Linked DNA regions of Mus musculus: all the other regions are linked to region 4. Evidence: chromatin contacts called from public Hi-C and HiChIP or PLAC-seq data. All regions are on one chromosome and are shown on one strand. The core of a region is the stretch at or near the end of the contact, and the rest is flanking DNA. Distances in the headings are between cores, read along the strand shown.

What was found. Hi-C and Micro-C count contacts between places; a contact is called where the count stands out from the background. HiChIP or PLAC-seq counts read pairs in DNA pulled down with a chosen protein or histone mark.
Region 1: an H3K4me3 HiChIP or PLAC-seq map of forebrain shows a contact between it and region 4, with 10 times the contacts expected there. The contact joins the enhancer-like site here to the promoter of Spry2 in region 4. A contact is called at or near these places in 3 of 39 promoter capture datasets (the C10 cell line, embryonic stem cells and hippocampal neurons), 2 of 15 datasets of contacts at CTCF or cohesin (the NIH/3T3 cell line and large pre-B cells), 26 of 484 Hi-C or Micro-C datasets (B cells, the N1E-115 cell line, cerebellar granule neurons and 16 more), 31 of 115 datasets of contacts at active chromatin or transcription factors (the NIH/3T3 cell line, acute myeloid leukemia, bone marrow-derived macrophages and 21 more) and 3 of 9 other capture datasets (embryonic stem cells, embryonic tail and liver).
Region 2: an H3K4me3 HiChIP or PLAC-seq map of embryonic limb bud shows a contact between it and region 4, with 6 times the contacts expected there. The contact joins the enhancer-like site here to the promoter of Spry2 in region 4. A contact is called at or near these places in 1 of 39 promoter capture datasets (embryonic stem cells), 1 of 15 datasets of contacts at CTCF or cohesin (the NIH/3T3 cell line), 3 of 484 Hi-C or Micro-C datasets (the N1E-115 cell line, the STO cell line and muscle stem cells) and 18 of 115 datasets of contacts at active chromatin or transcription factors (the 230-238 cell line, SST interneurons, acute myeloid leukemia and 14 more).
Region 3: a Hi-C map of uterus shows a contact between it and region 4, with 9 times the contacts expected there. The contact joins the enhancer-like site here to the promoter of Spry2 in region 4. A contact is called at or near these places in 1 of 15 datasets of contacts at CTCF or cohesin (the NIH/3T3 cell line), 2 of 484 Hi-C or Micro-C datasets (both in uterus), 5 of 115 datasets of contacts at active chromatin or transcription factors (acute myeloid leukemia, astrocytes, craniofacial prominence and 2 more) and 1 of 9 other capture datasets (embryonic tail).
Region 5: a contact with region 4 is called in a Hi-C map of uterus, with 2.3 times the contacts expected there. The contact joins the enhancer-like site here to the promoter of Spry2 in region 4. A contact is called at or near these places in 2 of 484 Hi-C or Micro-C datasets (nephron progenitors and uterus), 20 of 115 datasets of contacts at active chromatin or transcription factors (acute myeloid leukemia, bone marrow-derived macrophages, craniofacial prominence and 14 more) and 2 of 9 other capture datasets (embryonic tail and liver).
Region 6: an H3K27ac HiChIP or PLAC-seq map of thymic regulatory T cells shows a contact between it and region 4, with 6 times the contacts expected there. The contact joins the enhancer-like site here to the promoter of Spry2 in region 4. A contact is called at or near these places in 5 of 39 promoter capture datasets (the C10 cell line, embryonic stem cells, hippocampal neurons and 1 more), 6 of 484 Hi-C or Micro-C datasets (B cells, LSK cells, cerebral cortex and 3 more), 15 of 115 datasets of contacts at active chromatin or transcription factors (the 230-238 cell line, acute myeloid leukemia, astrocytes and 10 more) and 2 of 9 other capture datasets (embryonic stem cells and macrophages).

The regions. Positions count from the first base shown.
Region 1 is chr14:105,331,402-105,334,884 of GRCm38.p6, reverse strand. No RefSeq gene overlaps it. Among named protein-coding and RNA genes, the nearest start is that of Gm24207, 56 kb to the right of the region's middle. Within about 2 kb of position 1,279, at least 41 of the 459 cell types and tissues checked have an H3K27ac peak or open chromatin away from gene starts, as enhancers often do. A contact at or near this core is called in cerebellar granule neurons, cerebellum, cerebral cortex and 7 more, where this site is marked.
Region 2 is chr14:105,375,878-105,379,196 of GRCm38.p6, reverse strand. No RefSeq gene overlaps it. Among named protein-coding and RNA genes, the nearest start is that of 5430440P10Rik, 50 kb to the left of the region's middle. Within about 2 kb of position 1,881, at least 53 of the 459 cell types and tissues checked have an H3K27ac peak or open chromatin away from gene starts, as enhancers often do. A contact at or near this core is called in the N1E-115 cell line, craniofacial prominence, embryonic basal ganglia and 4 more, where this site is marked.
Region 3 is chr14:106,426,913-106,430,516 of GRCm38.p6, reverse strand. The region is part of intron 2 of 1700128A07Rik (RIKEN cDNA 1700128A07 gene); the gene reads left to right. Among named protein-coding and RNA genes, the nearest start is that of 1700128A07Rik, 58 kb to the left of the region's middle. Within about 2 kb of position 1,791, at least 7 of the 459 cell types and tissues checked have an H3K27ac peak or open chromatin away from gene starts, as enhancers often do. A contact at or near this core is called in uterus, where this site is marked.
Region 4 is chr14:105,895,185-105,898,686 of GRCm38.p6, reverse strand. Spry2 (sprouty RTK signaling antagonist 2) reads left to right here and starts at 1,868. Exons shown (of 2, transcript NM_011897.3): 1 at 1,868-2,099.
Region 5 is chr14:105,350,355-105,353,680 of GRCm38.p6, reverse strand. No RefSeq gene overlaps it. Among named protein-coding and RNA genes, the nearest start is that of Gm24207, 75 kb to the right of the region's middle. Within about 2 kb of position 1,575, at least 19 of the 459 cell types and tissues checked have an H3K27ac peak or open chromatin away from gene starts, as enhancers often do. A contact at or near this core is called in uterus, where this site is marked.
Region 6 is chr14:105,270,928-105,274,220 of GRCm38.p6, reverse strand. The region is part of intron 1 of Ndfip2 (Nedd4 family interacting protein 2); the gene reads right to left. Among named protein-coding and RNA genes, the nearest start is that of Gm24207, 4.4 kb to the left of the region's middle. Within about 2 kb of position 1,475, at least 10 of the 459 cell types and tissues checked have an H3K27ac peak or open chromatin away from gene starts, as enhancers often do. A contact at or near this core is called in hippocampal neurons and thymic regulatory T cells, where this site is marked.

The DNA of each region.
Region 1 (3,483 bases), core at 30-2,529, 560 kb after region 4:
CAGTGGAAACACTATGCACTGCCTCCTTAAGGAGAAGCAACAGGCCAAAACAAGCAACACGGGAGAAAATATTTGAAACTTTAAGCTGGAAAAAAAATACCATGGGGCGGGGGAGGGCAGAGAAAAACATTTTACCTGTCTACTACTAGATTACTTGCTAAAGAATCAACTTATTGCTGTCTTAGACATAACTCGCAGGTGTTACTCGTTGATCACAAAAAGCAAGTGAAGGCAAATACAACTAAAAGGAAGTGATTTGCCATTACTAAGAATGAGGAAAATAATTCCTAATTTCTGCTGCTCTTGTTTTAGAATTTGCTGCTGATCTTGTTTAATTGCTTCTCTTTGCGTAAGAGCTTTTGAATAATGTTTCCTTAAAGGTATAACAGGACCAATTCACTGAGTTAAACTCTCAGCTGTCCACAGACCTTTACTCTGTATTCCAATGTCTATGCTGGAGCAGAGAAAAAAATATATATATAATGTAGAAATACACATGATATTATATGTAAAGTCATTGTTTAAATATAGCCAATAATTCATAATACAAATACAAAATGGCTAAAACTCTTTGTCAAGACAAGGACTGTATTTGAAAGACTGAACAAATAGCAGTATATAAGACTAGATCTTGTTGAAGTATATGATCTATATTTCTTACATTTGAAAGAGATAAAAAAATTATTTGTGCAAATTTTGTTTATAAATATATTTTATTCAGGTGCTAAAAAGTTAATTTTTAAATGTGTGGCTTTTGCTGAATAAGTAGAAAATTCCATTATCTATCAACTAGACCCAGGTAAAAAGTAACAGAGAGTGATCAGAGGAGAGATACATTATGCATGCAAGGAAAATTAAAACTCGGGATGTTGGGGGGGGGGGCTGTGCTTTGATGTATGAAAGAGCCATTGTTGTGGGACAAAACCTCCCCAGTGTGGGACAGAGATTAAAAAGGAGGGAATTGCTCAGATCAAGGTCAGCTGAGATATATGAATAACATAAATGCTATTAATCTAGTATTGAATGAATCTCGGGAGTTCAGCGGGGTACAGTTTGTGGCAGAGTTCGAGGCGGGAGAGGTTTTTCTCACTTTGTATTAGATAATGAGCACATTCATCAGGATTCCTAAATACCATCCAACCCGGCAAAGGAGGTGCTTTAAGGAGCTCGAGAGAACAAATCAAAGCCTAGATCTGAGGCTGAGAGAGGTACTAGGGATGTTCCAACAGCGCAGTGAGTTTTGTCCTTGCAGGCATCCATACAATCTCACTCGGCAGGACGCGGCATGAGAAAGGATTTCTGGGTTGGCTTGGGAGCAGCTTATTATGTCTACCGTCGCCGCACTTGTTAGGACCTCGTTTGATAGTCAGAAAAGATGCAGACACTACAAATACAAAACGAACTGCTTCTCCTTTCTTCAGGGAAACTCTAAAATCACTAAATAAGGATGGTTTGCTGTTCTCAAATTCAAATCTGCCCGAATCCTTTGGGTCTGCAGCTGGTATAAAAAATGCACGCTACTAATTAGTCAGATATACATACATGTGTGTCTATAAGACATTCTAGATTCATATTTTAAAAAAAAACACAGTAGTGAAGAATTGAAACAATAGAGGACAAAAAAAGAAAAGAAAAGAAAATGTAGATTAAAATAAAAAGACTGGTAATAGTAACCAAATGGGAAGAAAGCTAAGAGCAGAGAAAATAAAAGTATAAAAATAATTCAAAAATCAGCATATTAATAACATTAATCTTTCACACTAATGGATTACATTTTTGTCATTCTACTAAGGCATGGAACTTTATATAAATACATTGAAAACATCATAACAAGTGAGCTGCAGAAGGCTTGTGAATAACATCTTAAATCAGACCCAGTGCCTACATTCACCGAATTGCTTGGGTCCTGTTTCAACCTCATTCACTCATTCCCATTCAATAAATACTCAGTGCCTAATAGCACTTGAAGCATCGAAGAGTCTAACGGACACAACTCCTGCCTCCGTAAGTCTTTGTTTTAAGATTGGGCGCTCAAGGAGCTGAAGGAGTCTGCAACCCTATAGGTGGAACAACAATATGAACTAACCAGTACCCCCAGAGCTCCTGTCTCTAGCTGCACATGTAGCAGAAGATGGCCTAGTCGGCCATCATTAGGAGGAGAGGCCCCTTGGTCTTGCAAACTTTATATGCCCCAGTACAGGGGAACGCCAGGGCCAAGAAGTGGGAGTGGGTGAGTAGGGGAGCAGGGTGGGGGGGGGGAGATAATAGGGGACTTAGGGGATAGCATTTGAAATGTAAATGAAGAAAATATCTAATAATAAAAAAAAAAAGGATTGGATGCTGGGAGTGTAATATAATTCAGTGTTGGATGCTTGCCTAACAAGGCTCTAGGTCAATCATCAGCACTGGGGGGGGGGGGCGTAGAAAAAAAGAGGAGGAGGGAGAGGAGGAGGAAGGGACAGTGATGATAATGTAGATGGCTACTAAATAAAGTCCTTCAAAAACTTACATCCATGAAGAACCTCAGAAAACTATCTTAATTGGGAATAACAGTCCTTATAGATGCAACCATGCAAAGATCTTGAGATGAAGTCATTTAGATTGAGTCCTAACTCAATGATTGGTGTCCTTATGGGCAGACACAGAGGAAGCAGTGACTGGGAAGGGCATGGAGCACAGGATGGTGTGAGGCCAGGGTGGGAAGCCCTGCGGGGAGCAATGGAGGAGAGAAAGGGCTGGTTCTCTTAGAGCCTTAAGAGAAAACCCAATTTGCCCAATTTTCATTTCAGACTCCCTAGCCTCAAGAACTAGTCGATAATGAATTTCCTTTTGTCTTTTTTTTTTTTTAGATTTATTCAATTTATGTATGAGTGTTTTACACGTGTACCATATGAGTGCTTGGTGCCGTTAGAGGTCAGACTAGGGTATCAGACCTCCTGAAACTGAAGGTATGGATGGTTGTGAGCCACCACACGAGTGCTGAGAGTTGATCTGTCTCTCCAGTTTGAATCTCTGTAACCTTCAACAACCCTGCCTCCCTAGATCACTCTATTGTTCAGCCACTGTCGCTACTGCTACCTGCTGGGAGTCCACCTAGCTATTCAGGAGACTACATGTGGACACCTGCAGCTGAATGAAGTGGCGGGAATGGGCCTCCCCTCTCCTTTATAAAGTGTGTCCACCGCCATTAAGGAGGAGAACCTTGAACAGACTAGCATGTCTTGGTTCCGTTATTTCTCAACCCGCCTAGGTTCCCTCTTTTCTTTCAGCTCCAGGTTGCCTCCCAGGCTCGTACCCAGACATGAGAGCCGCAGGCCGGCCCCAACAAATCTCCTTGTCTTAACCCACTAAGTTTGTGGTAAGATGTGTTATCTCTGCCTTGAGAGATAATGACAGATTGCTGAGGAAAACTGATGGACCAGCCTGACTCCAGTTTGAGATAAAAAGCCATCTTGTTACAAGGTCAAAACTATGTTCATTTTC
Region 2 (3,319 bases), core at 632-3,131, 520 kb after region 4:
CAGGCTGGCAAGCCATCCCAAGGGGAAGCCACGCTGATCTGTGACATACAGTGAGCACACACCATGCTGTTTTATTGTGTGTACTGAAAGTATCTTTCTTTCATTTACTTTCATTCTAACTTGTGATGGGTTTACAAAGGCGTAAACTGACTGCATGCCAAGGCATACCGTAATCGTTTTTTTTTCTTTTCCCGTATTTTTCACACCTTTTAAATTTCCTTTATCATTCTAAATACCTGCTTTGTCCTAACTTTCTTATTAGCTGATAGTTGCGTGCCACGTTTTCAACCTCATCGCTATTCAATGAGTATTAATTCTGGTGTCTCCAGGGCTCGGAGGCAATAGACATTTTATCATCAAACTGTGACAGTGTGGATGATTAGGACATGTGTAAGTTATTAGCATTTTAAAGCCTGAGATTGGGAAGGGAAAGGCAGAAGGAGAAAGTGTCTCAAAGTGCAATTTTGGAAGCTCTCTAAATAATGTTTTTCCCACTCCCGCTCCAGCCTCCACTTGGTCCTGTTCCAATTCTCAGCTTTTAGACAGTGCCTGGCCCATCACACCTGCAAGAAATCATTGTCAGGGGAAAGAGGGAACAGACATATTCCTGTGCACAGCCTATGGTGTTTCCCTCCCAAAGAGCCCTTAAGCCAAAGCACTATTTGTCTTCCCTCTAAAATTGCCTACTAAATGGCATCTGGATATTTGAAAGACTATAATGGCATAAAGAGATATAGCCCAACCTGTAGCACTTCTCCTGGATTACTGAAGCCAGTGGATTGTCTAAATTCTTCCTTTTGATGTGCACCAAATTCTGAGGAAGAGTCTCATTTAAGCCTTAGAAAATGAAGGCCTTTGCGCCACTGAACATAAAAACATTTATAACTCACTTCAGTTTTCCTGGATGTTTCTGAGGTACCTTCCCCCCACCCACCCCAGTTCCCTCCTCAGCCAGTACCTCGTGCAGAGGGCTTTAAGGTCTCTGTGATATTCTTAAACATTCCCTCTGGGGATGAAGGGAAGGAAAAGAGCACCAGAGAGCGAGCTACAAGTCTCCACACAGACCTCTCTTTCAGTTCAAGTGTGAAGAGGGAGATAAAAAGCCAACTACAGACACACTGTCCTCAGAAGGAGCCAAGAGCTACCCCAAAGATTGGCAGCTCCAAAAGGCATCAACAGGAATCCTTTTGGTAATTACCAGTTCGGAAATGTCATCCCAATGATTGTGACAGACATAAAGCAGCTGCACTTTGTTGAGGAAGAACAGAGGCCGGGCCTGAGCAGTAACAAACATCGGGCCAGCTGCAGCCTGCTCGCCCTCCTCAGCTCTCCTGTTCCAGACTTGCCAAATGCTGAAGCAATTAATCACACAGTAGAAGTGGATCTAAAATGTCTGAAATTGCCTGGTGAAGATTAACTGAATCTATCATATTTCCAGCCTGATTAGGAGGGAGGCAAGAGTGTCTTTTTATTGCAGAAAGCTTCACAGTCAAGTTAATTGCTAAGATCTTAGGCTGGTCATTCCAATTCCAGCTGGAATTTAGAGAATCCTCTGGCCAGAAATCCTTATTTTTGAGTGAGAAACAGAGAGAAAAAGACACAGGTATTTGCTTTTATGAATCTCTGGGGTAGAATCAAAGGCTCCAAGCTCAAGCCAACACAGGTGTCCTTGTAACCTAAAGAGCCATTGAAGAGCAACTTTAAATCTGTTCTGCCTGTTTGTCTAAAACACCCACCCATTCCTGGGTGGAGAATTCCAGTTGCTGTCAGGGGTTAAGAGGGCCCCTGGAACATATGCCATTAGCTTCACACTGAGGGAAACGTGGGCCTCTCTGCTAGGCTGGTTACGCTTCTCCATAGTCAAATGGTCACTGCCCCAGAAAGCCATGTTGCTTCAGTTCCAGAGAAAACACACAGCTGGCATGCAGCTGTGGTATAGCGTACCTCCATATGCCTAAGGTGAAAGGTTCTGGTGACCCCAGCCCTAGTACCTAGATGAGTGGTGATGGCCTTGTCACCTGCAGATCCCAAGGGGATCTAACCTGTAGTATCCATCCATATCCAGCCACTGTCCTCAAACTCTCCAGACCCAGGCCTACAAAGAATCCCTCTGAGACTGTCATCCCACCCAAAAAACCGACTGCTTCCTTTTTTTTAACTAGTGCGTCATTCAACTCTCTTCTTGTTTATTCCTTTGGAAGTGTCTTTTCTATAGGATCTGGAGAGATTTACTTATTCTATTTTAAACTATTTTCTTATATAACATTGGCTCTAAAATTATGCTTTTTTAATTATTATTATTATAAAGAGCTTTTCTAACATCACGGAGATTGCTCAGGGGGTAAAGACACTTGGTGACCTGCAGAGGAACCTCTGAACTATGTAAAGATGGGAATTGAATTCCACAACTTTTTCCCTGACCTCCCATGCCCTACTTAAACATACACACGTGTACACACGCAATAATTAACTTTTACGCCTTTATTTGTATAAATGTATTTCTTAACACAATACTAAATAACACCTAATGTTTATGTTAACTATCCTTTAAAATGGATAAAAGACCCGTGTGTGGTCATGAATAGATAAAGGAGAAGCAATGAATTTGGAAAAGAACAAGTATTGTGCATTCTGTCTCATGTGTGGAAACAACAACAATTCACTGTGAATGTACAAGAGTAAAAGACCAGAGAGTAGAAAGAAAAAGAGGGAAAAGGAGGCGGGGCTGGATTCCATCAGAGCGCATTGCATACATGTGTTGAGATACCACACTCAACCTCATTAATAAGTACAAGTAAGACATCCTAATCAAAATTTCATGTAATTATCAAGCAGTTCCAGCTATTTATTATGATCTGAAGAGAAAGAAAGCCTAAGACCTGAAGAGTCCTCATTTAAAATAAGGTCCCTGAGTACCTGCTCCATCCTTGGCCATGTGCTTCTTTGGCTCCGTTCTATGTTTATATTAATATTCCACTAAACTAAAAAGCAGTGGCCACTCATATTCAATACTTCCTCCCTCACCAGGGACATGTAATTCACTTTCATACTATTGAGCAATATTGTTCAAAATAGATAAATGTATATTTATTTTATTTCATAACTTGAACAAAATAAACAGACTTTTATGACAGATTCTCATCTGTTGGGTAGCAATGATGTACGTACACTTCCTGTGAGTGCAGACGTTGCTGTCTTTCCAGGAGTTAGAAAATCAAACTCAAGCCCATGCCTCTGCTGCACACATGAACATTAAAGGAGATAAATAAGCAATAAAATGAGCAACATACATAAAACTTACACAAATAGAATCTTTAAA
Region 3 (3,604 bases), core at 542-3,041, 530 kb before region 4:
GAACTATAGAAACCTGAGGATAGGAGGTCTTATAGTGTGGCTGAGTTCTCTCCACTGTGTTGTTAGTAAGGAGCAAATCTACCAAGTGTTCCCATCTGTCTCCTCTCGACACACTCATCATTGAAGGAGGAGAAGCCCATCACAAGCAGAAAATCTGAGGATACACTTTGTAGTGTATAATTGCGTACACTTTCTATATGTGCACATATGTGTGTGTGTGTATATATATATATATATATATATATGCATATGTGTACAAATATGCACATATGCAAACATATTAAAAATATTCACCACTTTTAGAGCATTTCCTCACTCCATGCTCAAATTTCATGTTCAGAAAGGTAGAACTCTGCATGGCGTTCACTTTCCCTTTATAACTGACGGTCGCCTCAGGAGGTGACATGAATTCAGCATTGGGGAACTACAACATACCATACTGTTGAGACAGCTTTATTCAGGTCACAGACGGCAAGGAGATTGTTCCTAAGGGAGAAAACGCTCGAGTAGGAGAATGGAAAATCGGGATTTCATAAAATAAAGAGGCTCAGGGAAAAGAATGGAGAATTCTTGGTCACTTGGGAAGGGTGAATGGAAACTCACCTCAGAGCGTCAGAAGGCAGGGTGGTCATTGTGACTGTCCAACCTTATATGCATGGGCTGCATGGGCCCAGGAAGCTATGAACTATGGCTATGGTGCAACATAAAACCATAAACTTACATGAAACATAAACTTTTTGTGTGAGAATTTCGTATGCACACACAGTGTATTTTGATCAAGGCCATTCCCTGTTCCCGTAATTTTGTTCCTTACTTTCTTCCTAACTCTTGAGGGAGTGGAACTATGTAGGTGATAACATTGTGTCACAATGTCAGAGAATGCCACACCTGGTGGGGGCAGGGGGTGTGAGATGAGAGAAATCTTTTGCGTTTTCCAGTCCCAAAGGTTCAGGCAAGCTTCAACATTGCCACTACATTGCCATAGTCTTTCTTGGATGTGAAAATGTTGTCAATTTTTTAAAAAATCCCACTACTGACTAAAAAAACAATTGGCCACTGAAGGTTTTGAGGTGCTGTTACTTTGCCAATTAATTTGCCAAGAGCAGACATTTTGACAAATAGCCTCACTTTTCCTATATGACCTCATAAATATATACTATGTTACAACTTAAACATAATTCCCTTCAAAATAGCCAAATCCATTAACGAAGTTAAAATAAGTCTGGTGATTTAAAAAGAGAAATGCCTTTCCCAGGAACATCTTCACGTGCATTGTACTAAAAGGAAGTAGACAGGGATGGGAGAGAGCTTGAAAATCCTAGCAGTCAAACACGTGCAGTAGAGGCAAGACAAAGTGTTTACTTTTAAAGCTTTCTGAGACAATAACTAATCTTGAAGTTTGGCCTCCTGTTGTGATATAATATATTTGAATGTCATCAATATATTAAGTGCAGTAAATACTGAGTTAAAATTCTCTGGAAAATCTGAAACAAGTTTTATTTCAACATCGCAATTTTTCTTTTAAAGCACAGCAGAGCAGAGCAGCAAGTCCCAGCATTCATGTTTCTGCTTTCCCAGTTGCCAACATCCTCACTCCACGTCTGCTCCTGAAAGTAATATGTAACTGAGTCCATGTCTTAACCAGTTGTAATTGGAAAATCTATTCATCACCCAGGTGTGAGAGAGACTGGTCCCAAAGAGACAGATGATGGACTGTGAGGAATCTACCCCATAGCTCTCTTTCCCAGGGACTGGACCCTGGGGATGTTGTTCATATCCAGATGGAAGGAGTGTCTGCTCCTTCACAGGGCCCAGGGAATTCCTACTCTTCCTCCCCATAGATATAATTCTTGCTGATTCTACTCTCATCCAGAGCACCAGATGCTGCAAGCCATGACCTTGGAAAGAACACCACTGATCGTTAGAAAGAGAGTCATAAAACGAAATCCAGAAAGATGGACAAAATGAGAGGACAGGCCACACCACAGGACAGAGCACAAACAACAAAAGCAGAAAGAAATGGAGACGTAAAGAAAGTTTAAGGAAGGGTATGAAGAAGAAGGAAAGGACGTGGGTAACATAGGGAGTATCCTTTGTCATACGTGTGCACCAGTTGTCACAGGACTCGGATCTGCATATTTTCTAGTCTAAAAAAATCGTCTAGTCTAACTAAAAAAAAAGAAAAAAAGAAAAAATCTACAAACTTGCAGAACTCTAGTTTGGAAAATAGGTCTACATAATTACTATTTTTAAAAAGTATAGTTCTCTTAGGAATTGTATAATACACAATCTTCCTTCCTTGCTCTAATCTTATTGCAAATAGCAGACTATTGATTGTTTCTAAGCCAGCCTTCTCCTTCCTGTGCAAGGAAGGATCCAAGTGTAAAGTGGCACTCCTCTGAACCTCTTTGCTAACAGTGACTCTTCTCCCATTGTTCTGGAAGCGCTGACACTTTCTTCATCTTTCTCCTTTTTCCTCCCTGTGGGAGGAAAACATCTGTATGCCTTGGAGAAAGGGCGATGATAGAACGGACCTGAGGCCTTTCAGTCTGTTAACCAGGGTTTACTTTTTATGGTTCCTTTTCTTTTCTTTGTGCACTGCTCATTCTGAAGGATAGCCACGTTTTACAGTCTATATATACCCCTTTGTAGTAATTAATCAATTTGATGTTTAATCGTCACGTTTGCCAAGGCTGTATTTTATGTCAACTGATGCGTTCAGTCATTGGGATTTTTAAAATAAAAACAAACGGTCTTTCAAAAGACAGGAAAATAATCTAATACTCATCTTCAAGCCATGTTTTCCCTTGTTTCAGAGACTTTTAAAACAGAAAATATAAACACCATGAGAAAAACTATATTAGCACAAACAGACTACAGAGTGTCATCTGGAAACTTTGAACAGGAAAATATTATTTTAAGGTTACAAAATGGAACAAGATATCCATTTAATTTTTGTTTGAACAAACAGCAAAGTAGCATTAATAGCTATAGAATTCATGAAAACAAGAAAGGGAGGGTGTGTAATAGTGAACGTGAGTGTTGGGAGAAGCTTGACAAGGGAATTATCAGCTGTTGGGTGGAGCCCCTCAGAGGGCAGTTCCCCTAGGTTCCTGACTGCCACCTTTACAGAGTGTCACTGATAGTGTCAAGAATTGGTGCTTGCCTATGGGATGGGTCTCAAGTTGGGCTGTTTATTAGTTGGCCATTCCCTTGGTCTTTTCTCCATCTTTGTCCCTGAATTTCTTTTAGACAGGACAAATTTTGAGTCGAAAGTTCTGTGGGTGGATTGGTATCCTTATTCCTCCACTGGGGATCCTGCCTGAGTACAGGAAGTGGTGTCTTCATGATCCATATCCCCACTGCTATGTGTCTCAGCTAAGGTCACCAGCATTGAATCCTGGGAGCTTCCCCCATCACAGGTCTCTGGCAGGTCCTAGAGATCCCCACCACCTCACCACCCCTGAAAGCTACACTTTCTTTATTTTTCTACTGATAGACACCTTGGCAAAGGCTGGCTATTGTGAATTTACTGCAATAAACAGAGAGGTACAAGTATGTTTGTTGTTTGTAAACAGAGTCCCCCAGGCACATTCTTAGGTGA
Region 4 (3,502 bases), core at 619-3,118:
AGAGCCCAGGGTAGCAGCGAACAGGTGAGGACTGGAGCGAGAGAAGTCAATCTCCACGTTTTTAGGAGCTCTAACCTCGCACCGTGCAAGGTCGCAGGTGCTGTGCGGGGATTTTGACCTTATAGCAGGTACCTTCCGGTTTAAAAAAAAAAAATGTAAAATCTCAGCTAAAATTGCAACGTGTGCGTGTGGATGCATTTCAGTGACCCCCACCCCCCCGCGCGTGCTTCCATGTGCAGGCACCTTAGTACAGCCGCGGCCAGAGAGTACCTATTTAGAGTTTTAAATGGTTAACTATAGTCCGCTTCCAACATGAACAGGAGGAACTTATATGAGAATGTTCTAGGTGACAGATAGTGGGATTTGAAAGATGACGCTCTTTTTATTTATGGTTTCGCGAAGGAGGAATTCTGTAGTGAAACAGACTCTTCCCCCCCCCCCCCATTTCGGAAGTCCATGATGTCGCCCTGAGTAATCGCGTGGGTATTACAGAATTAATTTAAAAGGTTTTTGCATCGAGCAAAACAGTACCAAAAAAAAAAAATCTTCAAAAGGCCTCCATCTATAGATAATCCCTCTTAAAAAGGAAATTCTAACAAACTACAAGTCCACACACAATCCAAAGCCAATCCCAGCCAGAGCAGAAGGGACTTGAAACCCGAATCTACATTCCGTTCCTCCCGTACAAGGCTCGGGAGGTGGGGGAGGCGGGCTGTGCTGGTGCCCGGTGTATAATCGGGTTAATCCAGTAGACAAAGAATAAACCAATAGCCCTCCCACCTCACTTCCCGCTCCCCTTTCCCTCCCCCTCCTGTTCCCCCACCCTCTTCGCCCCCTGGGCATCGGTGGGGGAGGGGTGCGGTGGAGCGGGGCGGGGTGGGGGGGAAGACAGGAGAGAAGAGGTAGGATCGAAATGGAGATTCCGAATCGAATCTAAAAAGCTGCGACTCGCTTTTCTCGCTAGCACCGGGCGGCCGGGTTAGTTTGCAACGTTCTTCCTTCTCCCCTCCCGGCGGCGAGGGGGAGAAAGTTCCCCAAGCGAGGCCAGCCTCGGGCTGGTATGGTAGCCTCTGGGTGGGGGCTATGGGGGGGGGGACCCTTTAAGGTCAGTGTTTCCTTGAAACTAGATAAACTGACCCCGCGGCGGCCCGCGCGGCCCCGCGTGACGGCGCCGGGGCTGCAGGAGCGGCTGGGGACGCGCGGGGCGGCGCGGTTGCCCTTTTGAATGCCTCCTGCGGCTCGGAGCGCTGGCGGGCGCTGGAGCGCGAGTGAATGTAGCCCCGCGGAGCCAATGAGCTGGGACCGGATGCGATATATCCTCTGGGACAACAACTGCTCTGTTCCGCCTCGGATCCACATGACGCCATTTACTGCTGCCGCGGCCGCTGCAGAGCTCCCTGCCTCCTCCGGAAAGGCGAGGGCGCAGGCCAGCGGCGCCCTCCCCCCCCGTACCCCCCCCCCCCATCCCCGGCCGGGCCCCAGACCCTCCTCCCCCGCCGCCTCCACCCCCTCCGCACCCCCACCCCCGCCTCGGCTTCGCCGCCGCGCCTCCGCAACGCCCAGTCTGCACGAGCGAGAGCTGCGCGCCGCAGCGCCAGCGGAGGAGAGGGGCCGGCGGAGCGCGCAGCGCCCAGGCCCCCGCGCGCGCCCGGCCCGGCCCTCGGCCCCGCGCCTGCCTCCACTTGGGAGCAGCCCCGGGCCCCCGGGTCTTGGCGAGCTGGCCTTAGGTTCTTTGTAAGGCCGTGCTCGCCTCGCTTTCTCTCATCGACCAGGAAAAAAAGAGACTCGCCAACGTTGCCGCTTCGGCCTCTTGTTCATTGAGAAAAAAAAAAAAAGGAGAGAGAGAAGGGGGGAAAAAGGAAATACTCCGCGTGCGCTTCTGGAAGGGAGGTCATCTATCCCGGAATCCGGGAGGGTTCCAACGGTGGAGGACTGGGTTCCAAAATTTCCCCGTGGTTTTAATCCACCGATTGCTTGGAAGTTGGACTGAAGCAGAGTTTGGAAAGAAGGAAAAAGTTTGCATCAGGACTGGATTTATTTGCACATCGCTGGAAGAAGAGGATTCAAGGGAGAGGGGTTGGTGCAAAGCCGCGATCACGGTGAGGAGCGTTTGGCTTTTCCCCTTCTGGAACCATAGCCGGCCGGGAGTGGGGTCCGGGTTCCTCTCTCCACTAAACCAGCTTGCTTCTCGGGAGCATTAGGGAACTACCCCGCGGATCTCCTTCGCCTAGAACAGGGGTTCGGCCATGGCCGGGCTACAGGGTACGCCTATGCAGTATCCCCCGTCCCACGACAGCTCACTCGTAAGGGGTTTGGGGCGGAGGACCGCTTCACTGCGTTCTACTCCTATCCCTGCATTGGCGACGATTCAGTCGCCGAGAGCTTTAAGGGAGGGAAAACACAAAGTGTTTTCTAGGTCGCTGTTGCAGGCTCTGGCATTGCTAACCTGTTCCTCCATTCGTTTGAAGGCTAAGTTGTAGAAGAGCCATCCTGAGGCGGAGGCGCCTGTGGGGCTGCGGTACTGGGCTTCTCACCTCTCCACCTCACCGGGCCAGGAGACCCGGCAGGCGAGCGGAGGCGAGAGTGCCAGGCGGAGGGAGTCCCCGCCTCTGCCGGGTGTGGACAGTCTAGCCCGGTGCGGGTGGGAGCGTCGCCCAGCCTGGCGCCGCGTCTCTGCGGTTCGGAAGTGCAGCTTTCTCTTTTTTTCCGTTCTTCGTGGTCGGCCTAGGTCACGCTTTTTTTTTTTTTTTTAATATATTTGGACACTGAGGCTGACTTAGCACAGGAAGAGATATCAAGTGGTCGCGATCGTTTTCCATTACCTGAAAGTAGGTGGCAAAATAAAAAAGGCTAGTTTTTTCCCCCCTTCCCTCTTTTGTGTTACTGTTTTTAAGATTTGGAGTCTTAACGCCTTTTTTACAAAGGGGTTTCTGTGTCGGTTTGCCCCACCCTAGTGCTGAAGTCCTTTCCCCCTAATCCTTAGTCTGATCACACACTGTTCTTAATGGGGGTTTCAAAGCACTCAAAGGGGGAGGGAGAGGAACTGGGAGAGCGCAGAAGGGGGGGGGGCTGCATTGGAGGCGGCCAGGGATCTGTAGAAATCAACTTTTTTTTTTCTTCCAAAAGATGCTACTTTGCACAGCAAGCAGGTCCTCACGGAAAAGTTTCCGATCCCCGGGGCTCATAGTTGTGTATGCCTGGCGGGTGCAGTGGGGCTCTGGATGAAGCTATTTTTCTTTCGTTTTAAGAAGTATGTCTTATTCTTTCTGATCTAAAAGGAGGTAGGCGTGTGCAGATTACAGGCAGTGCTTGCTTAGGTCATTGCCCCGTGGAGTCGCTCTGGGAGTGTGGGTGCAAGCTGTGCGCCCTAAGCCCGGCTCTTCCTCGGGCCGTCGGCTTTGGAAACTAGTGAGGACGGCCGTTTTGAGGGCCTTCCCAGAAACACCTTGTGGTGACCTTGCGGCGGGGGGGTGGGCGTGTTAGAGTGGCTCCCCCTCTTGGG
Region 5 (3,326 bases), core at 326-2,825, 540 kb after region 4:
TATGTATGGCATGTGCATCTGAGTGTATGAATGTCCATCAACCTGCATGTGGAAGTTACTCTTCACCTCATTTTGTTGAAATGGGTCCTCTCGTTGAACCCAAGGCTCGATAGTTAGCCAGCAAGCTCCTGGCTTCCTAGCTCCAAGCTTCATACTTCCTAACCCCCCAGTGCTGCGATTACTGGCATGTATAGCCATGTTGGTTTTGTACATAACGCTGAGTTTTTAAACTCAGACCCTCATGCTTACCCATGGTGGCATCTCCCTATCGTAGTATCTTTGAGTTTATGACTGGAAATTTCCACTCAGTGTACTGTTCTGAAGGTTTGCCCTTGTGCAGGATAAGTCCGAACTGCTTGCCTCTAAGGCTGACCGATATTCTATCTATTGTATGTGTGTGTGTGCTTTATGCTGATCTGTCCAGCCTATGAGAACTAGTATTCTGTTATATGTGTGCCCCATGTTATCCTCCTTCAGCCTTCTCCCCATTTATCTATAAGCCTGTTTTCCGTTCATCTATCTTTTGACTATTGTACGTAGCACAGTTATGGATCACTCTTTCCATTTCAATCCTGTTTACGTGGGTCTTAGACCCACGTTCATGAAGAACAAAAACAAAGCAAAACAAACCAAAAAACCCATTAAGTCATTCACATTTTCACTAATTGAAATGCCCAGGAGTAGCCTGAAGAAACTCAGCCCAGAAGGTTAGGTGTCCTTCTGCTGAAATATAAAGTTGTGTTAAGGAAAAAGCACCCAAAGATTGTCTCATGCTTACAATCTTTTCTTATTTTATTCATTGCTGGTATTATTTACTTTAACAAAAATCCATCCAAAAGCATTTTGTTAAGGCCACTAGTATGTATTCAGTGCCTTTCGATCGGTCTTGGCAGTAGACAAACCTGAGAGACAGAAAAGCCCAAAGACCTAAGCTGTCCTCAGAAAGAAGAATGGTGTACCATCAGGCCTGCCAGTGCACCAGGAGGCTCAAGGAGACTAAATAAACAGAGGAAAGAGGGGGAAATATGACTGAACATTCTAGATATGAAAAGACTAAACACAGAAGCATATTAAAAATGACAAATTATGAAAACAAGTTCTTGAGTTACATCAAATCGCAAAGACAGCGGTGGGAAAGGGTATTATTGTTACTATCCGCTAAGTGAGAATCACGAAAACACGGTCAGTGGGGAAAAAATGTGTATATTACTGAGAGCAATGATTTCTGACTCCCACCTTCCAACTGGCTTCCACATTCATGTTAATAGATCTCACTGCCTCTCTGTGGAGCCTAGGATTAGTAATGAAACGAATAAAACGATAGTTAAAAATAGCTTCTATTAAGATCTAAATCGAACATTTGCAGTGGAGAAACCACTTTCTAGCTGGAACAGCAACATGGCTTTGGTTACATTCCAAAGCAGAAATCTGACTCTGTTATCTTCGTTTGTGAGAAGGAAGGAGGACTTCACAATTTTCATTTCAGCTTAAATGACTCAACAGCCCTGACAAACATGGAACACATAAGCCAGGAGTCCCTGAGGCCTGCTAAAGGGGAAGTGTGTCATCTAATGCCTTCTCTGTCTTCCCCTCCTCATTTGGCCTTAAACTCCTTCTTATTCAACTCCGGTCTCGAGTCTGCAAGGAAGGCAAGATTTGTTTCTCAGATAAAGAAACTGGGCCTCAGAGAAAGAATGGAACTTCCAAGGTGGCCCACCACGTTAGTAACTGACGAAGCATCAGTCCCCTCTAGGTCTCCATGACAACATGGGTGTGCACCCATGACAACATGGGTGTCCTTCCTCCAGGGTCATGTTCCTACACGATTCCACTGTGAATATAGGTGTCATTCTTAAGCCTATTGTAAGCACTTTGCAAGTACCTCATTTCATTCTAAACCAACAGAATCATGATAATGTCATCATCATAATAATATAATCATATTATGTACATTATATAATAATAAATAATAATAATAATCAAATAATTGTGCTAAAGATGGAATATAAAGTTAAACTTTACGTGCACTATTTTCTCAACATTGTTATGGTTCCAGATCATTAGTTGTTCCAGAATGTTGTCTGAGGCCTTTGAACACATGTCCAGAGTCATATATTTTATGTTATATGTCAGACTCACAAAATGATACATAAAGAAATCTGTCTGTCATCTCCCTTTGTGAAAATTATTTTCTACATCAAATGACTAGTAATAAGACACAGAGGTGGCCCACATGGAAGTTCACAAATGTTTGTAGTTCCAGTCCTGCACATCTGATGCCAGCATCTTACCTCTGGGGACATGAGACATTCGTGTGGCACTCACGAACTCACACATGCACATAAAAAACAAAGAGAAACTCATGACTAATGACTAACGACCCTGCAGAGTGAATGAGTGACTGGATGAACACACAGTGCAAATACATAGCGAAAGCAGGATGCTAACGGCATCATACATGAACAATCAAGCATCATGGCCCAGCCTGAAAGAAAAAGAGTATCCGAACCCAGAGCAGGGGGAGGCACAAGTGGCTTGGACAAACTCCAAGTTTTCACATATAAACCTCTTGAGATTTGTGTCAGTAGCTTCTGGGATTTTAGCTTACCCCAACCAGATTATTTTTTTTAAGATTCAAACTAGAAATGGTGGGGTACACTTGTAATGCCAGCAACAGGAGGCTGAGGCAGGAGGATTTCGAGTTAAAGATCAGCCTAGGCTACATAGTGAGTTCCAGACTAGCCTAGAAAGACAGAAGAAAGAAAAAGAAAATAGTTGTAAACTTAAGGCACTTACTTACATTTGAGAGGTGCAAGTAGATTTAAAACAAAAACAAAGAAGGAACGAAGGAAGGAAGGAAGGAAGGAAGGAAGGAAGGAAGGAAGGAAGGAAGGAAGGAAGGAAGGAAGGGAGAGAGGGAGGGGGGAGAAAGGGAGAGAGGGAGGGGGGAGAAAGGAAGGGAGAGAGGGAGGGAGGACGGAGGGAGGGACAATGTGTTTCCCAGGAAACAGCAAATCAAAAGGAAAATCCTTTACTGCAAGTTTTTAGAATAATCTTAATAATTTATAGTATAAGCTTTTTCCTGTCAAATCTAAAAATAGTCTGTACTTTGTACCTGTAGGGGATTTTTATTTCCCTTTATTGTTGTCTAAAAAGTATCAGTGCATAGAATTTGACTTTTTTTCCCTTACTTTTAAAGAAGCCGTTTGGAGCTGGGGAGATGGCACAGTGCATGAAGTTCTTGCTGGGTGAGTACAGAGACCTGAACGTGCATTCTGAGCATGCATTCCCTCCCAGGGCTCCTGGAAATGGTCTGCAATCGTGGT
Region 6 (3,293 bases), core at 226-2,725, 620 kb after region 4:
CAGACATCTAAGAATGTCTAAGTATGCTAAGAATGATGACTTCTAATGGTTAAATATGAGGTTTATTTCCAGCCCTCAGCCTCGCTAAGGTCTTCAACACTTTTCAACACATTGAACAGCACTGACTCCAGTCATCCCCTTCTTTTCCTCACTGACCATTCGTTCTGCTTTTTGAGAGATCCATGCTTTCCTTTACAGAGTGTGGTGGTTTGAATGAGAACAGCCCCCTAGGCTCATATATTTGAATAACTGGTCCTCAGATGGAAGAATTGCTTAGAAAGGACGAGGAGGTGTGGTGGTATTAGTGGAGGTGTGTCTGATAGCAGGCTGATGCTCTACCATTCTCAGTGGGCTTTCTCCTTCCTGTTTGTGGATTTGGATGGCAGGCCTCAGCTGCTGTTTCAGTGCCAGCCTGATGCCATTATCCTCAGCACGACACCATGATGATGCTGTCCTCCTACCCTCGGGATCCATAAACCCCACATAAACCCTCCCTTCTGGAAGTTGTGCCCTGGTCATGGTGTTTCATCACAGCAATACAAAAGTAACAGAAACAAAGACTCTTGGCTACAACTGACTCCTGAGCAATCGATACTCTTGTATCTAAGAGCTGGACAGGAGCTAGATTACACATCATGGTTTGGGCTAAGTTACTTTTAAAGGCATTAAAGTCCCTAACCTAGTGTGCTGTTACTGTCAATGTACTGTCACGAGCATTCATCTGACATTTTAGAACTCAGCGTGACACACTCTCCTATCCACTATGGTGCTCAGCCTTCCTAATGCTGACACCATTTAACACAGCTCCTCAGGCTATGGTGATCCAACCATAGCATTATTTTCACTGCTATTTCATAACTGTAATTTTGCTACTGATATGGACCATAATATAAATATTTGTATTTTCTGGTGGTCTTAGGTGGCCCTTGTGAAAAGGTCATTTGACCCCAAAGGGATGGAAACCGACAGGCTAAGAAGGGCTGTTCTAGAAGAGAGCGTAGTTACTAACTAAAAAAAGAACATGATTTGGTGTCAGGATATCTAAATTTAAGATATAGATATCCTACTTGCCAATAAGCTTGAGTGCGTTATTAATCTTATTAAGCTTCACTTTATTTCTGTGATTCATGTAGCCTTATTTGCTCAGCCAACCAGTCATTAGTTTTACAACCACCACTTACTAAACCTAATAAGCTCCTAGTATAATACTGGACATGGTAAATAGACTCAGTCCCATTGATGCACAGAACCTGTAGGTTCTATAGGTTCTAATGACCTCTAGGGAACAGCCATGCTTCAGCAAGGACAATAGAGGAGACTGACTGACTGTAATCCTAGGTAACAGTGGACAGAGGCTACCAAGGACCAGGCCAAAATGCCAACTTCTTCATAGAAAGCTTTATTCTCCCCTTTACAAACGGAAAGAGGCTAAGAATAGAATCCTCTAGCAAAACTAAACACAGTGACATAAGTTACCAAGGCGTGCTGTTGCTGATGATGCATTCGGGAAGTAGCAAGTGCCAAGATACCACTACAGATACTATTAAAAGGCTGATCCATCAAAGTGTTACATACAAAAGCAAAAACTCTCAAAAGTTGTCAAGGTATAAACACATAAACTGAGTAACTCTGGATTATTAGAAGACAAACACCGGTGTAAACATATACAATGAACTCCCTTCCCCTCTCTATCTAAGTTAGCAATAATACATCCCTAAACTTATTTACCAGATAATAAGTCTTAGTGAGTTTTTAGATTTAAACTCACAGCAAATGTCAGTCTCAAGTGTACCAACTTCCCATATAACCCTGTCCCAGAGATCCAAGACCCCCTCCCTAGTTTCTTTATCCCCACCAAACTGGTACGACTGTGAAAACCGACGAGCCCACTCTGACCCACGACACACATCATTATCACTCAAAGTTCAGTCTGGCTGTTAATTTTGTGGTTGATGGCAAATGTCAAAGGACCCCACCCATCCTTCCTAACAGTACAGTTACTATACTAACACTCCTCTGTACACGCAACCTAAACTCTTTCCTCACCACGACATAGCAAGCATTGATAATGTTTTTAACTGACTCCAAAAATAATGTCTCCAGGATATCACACAGTTGAAATCATGCAGTACCTAGATTTGTAACCCTGGCTTCTTTCAGCTGGTAATATGCACAGACATTTACTCCCTGTTGTTTGATATTAAAATCACTCATTTTAGGTCTAAATAAATGTCACTGTCTAGGGCTGGAGAGATGGCTCAGAGGTTATGAGCACTGACTCTCGGTTAATGGACTTTTCTTCCGAAGGTCCTGAGTTCAAACCCCAGCAATCACATGGTGGCTCACAACCATCCTTAACAAGATCTGATGCCCTCTTCTAGAGTATCTGAAGACAGCTACAGTGTACTTACATATAATCAATAAACAAACAAACAAACAAACAAACAAAATGTCACTGTCTAGAAGCACTCCAGTTTATTCACTTACTGAAATGTGTATTAGTTGTTTCCATTTGGGAAATTACAATCACAGGTACTGCAAACACGTATGTGAATATGGTACACAAGCCAAACGGCTTTACAGCTTCTGACTTTATCCGTTCACTGGTTACATAGAACTGACTTTTTCACGTTAATGTCATATTCTCATTGTAATTCTTATAAGTTCCAAGAGTTTTGCTCATTCTTCCATATTTTACACAGATACTGCCAATAAAAATTTGTTGTTTCCTAATCTATACCTTTTATTTCATTTTTTGTAGTGAAATGCGCAAAATTACTTTTGTTATTTTGAAATATATATTATTAACAGTAGTTATATAACTAAGCAACAAAACACCAGAACTTATTCTTAGCTAACTGTAAGTGTGCATCAACTGGCCAACTCTCCATCTCACCCTCCAAATCACTTTAAACTTCACTGAGCCACGCCAGAGTTTCCTAAATGGCAGACACTGCTTTGGAGGCCCCCGTTAAAAGGCTGGCTCACGGAGAAATGACACAGCTCTGAAACCATAGAACTACAAGCAAAGAACAAAAACTCAGCTTACAGGAATATCAATAGGCACTTAGGAACAAAAAAACAAATAAAGATGTCTAGAACCTCCAACATTAAAGAAAAACAAAACAAAGAAGTTTAATAGAGTGAAAAAAATCTCAAAAACTTGTTGTTGGCTCTTGTTTCAACATGGTAGTGGCCACCTACACACCAACCCTCCCACTGCAAAATATCCTGTTGCTTACTGCAACTATAAACTCAGGAAAAACTATTAGGAACAATAAATCTCTAGACAA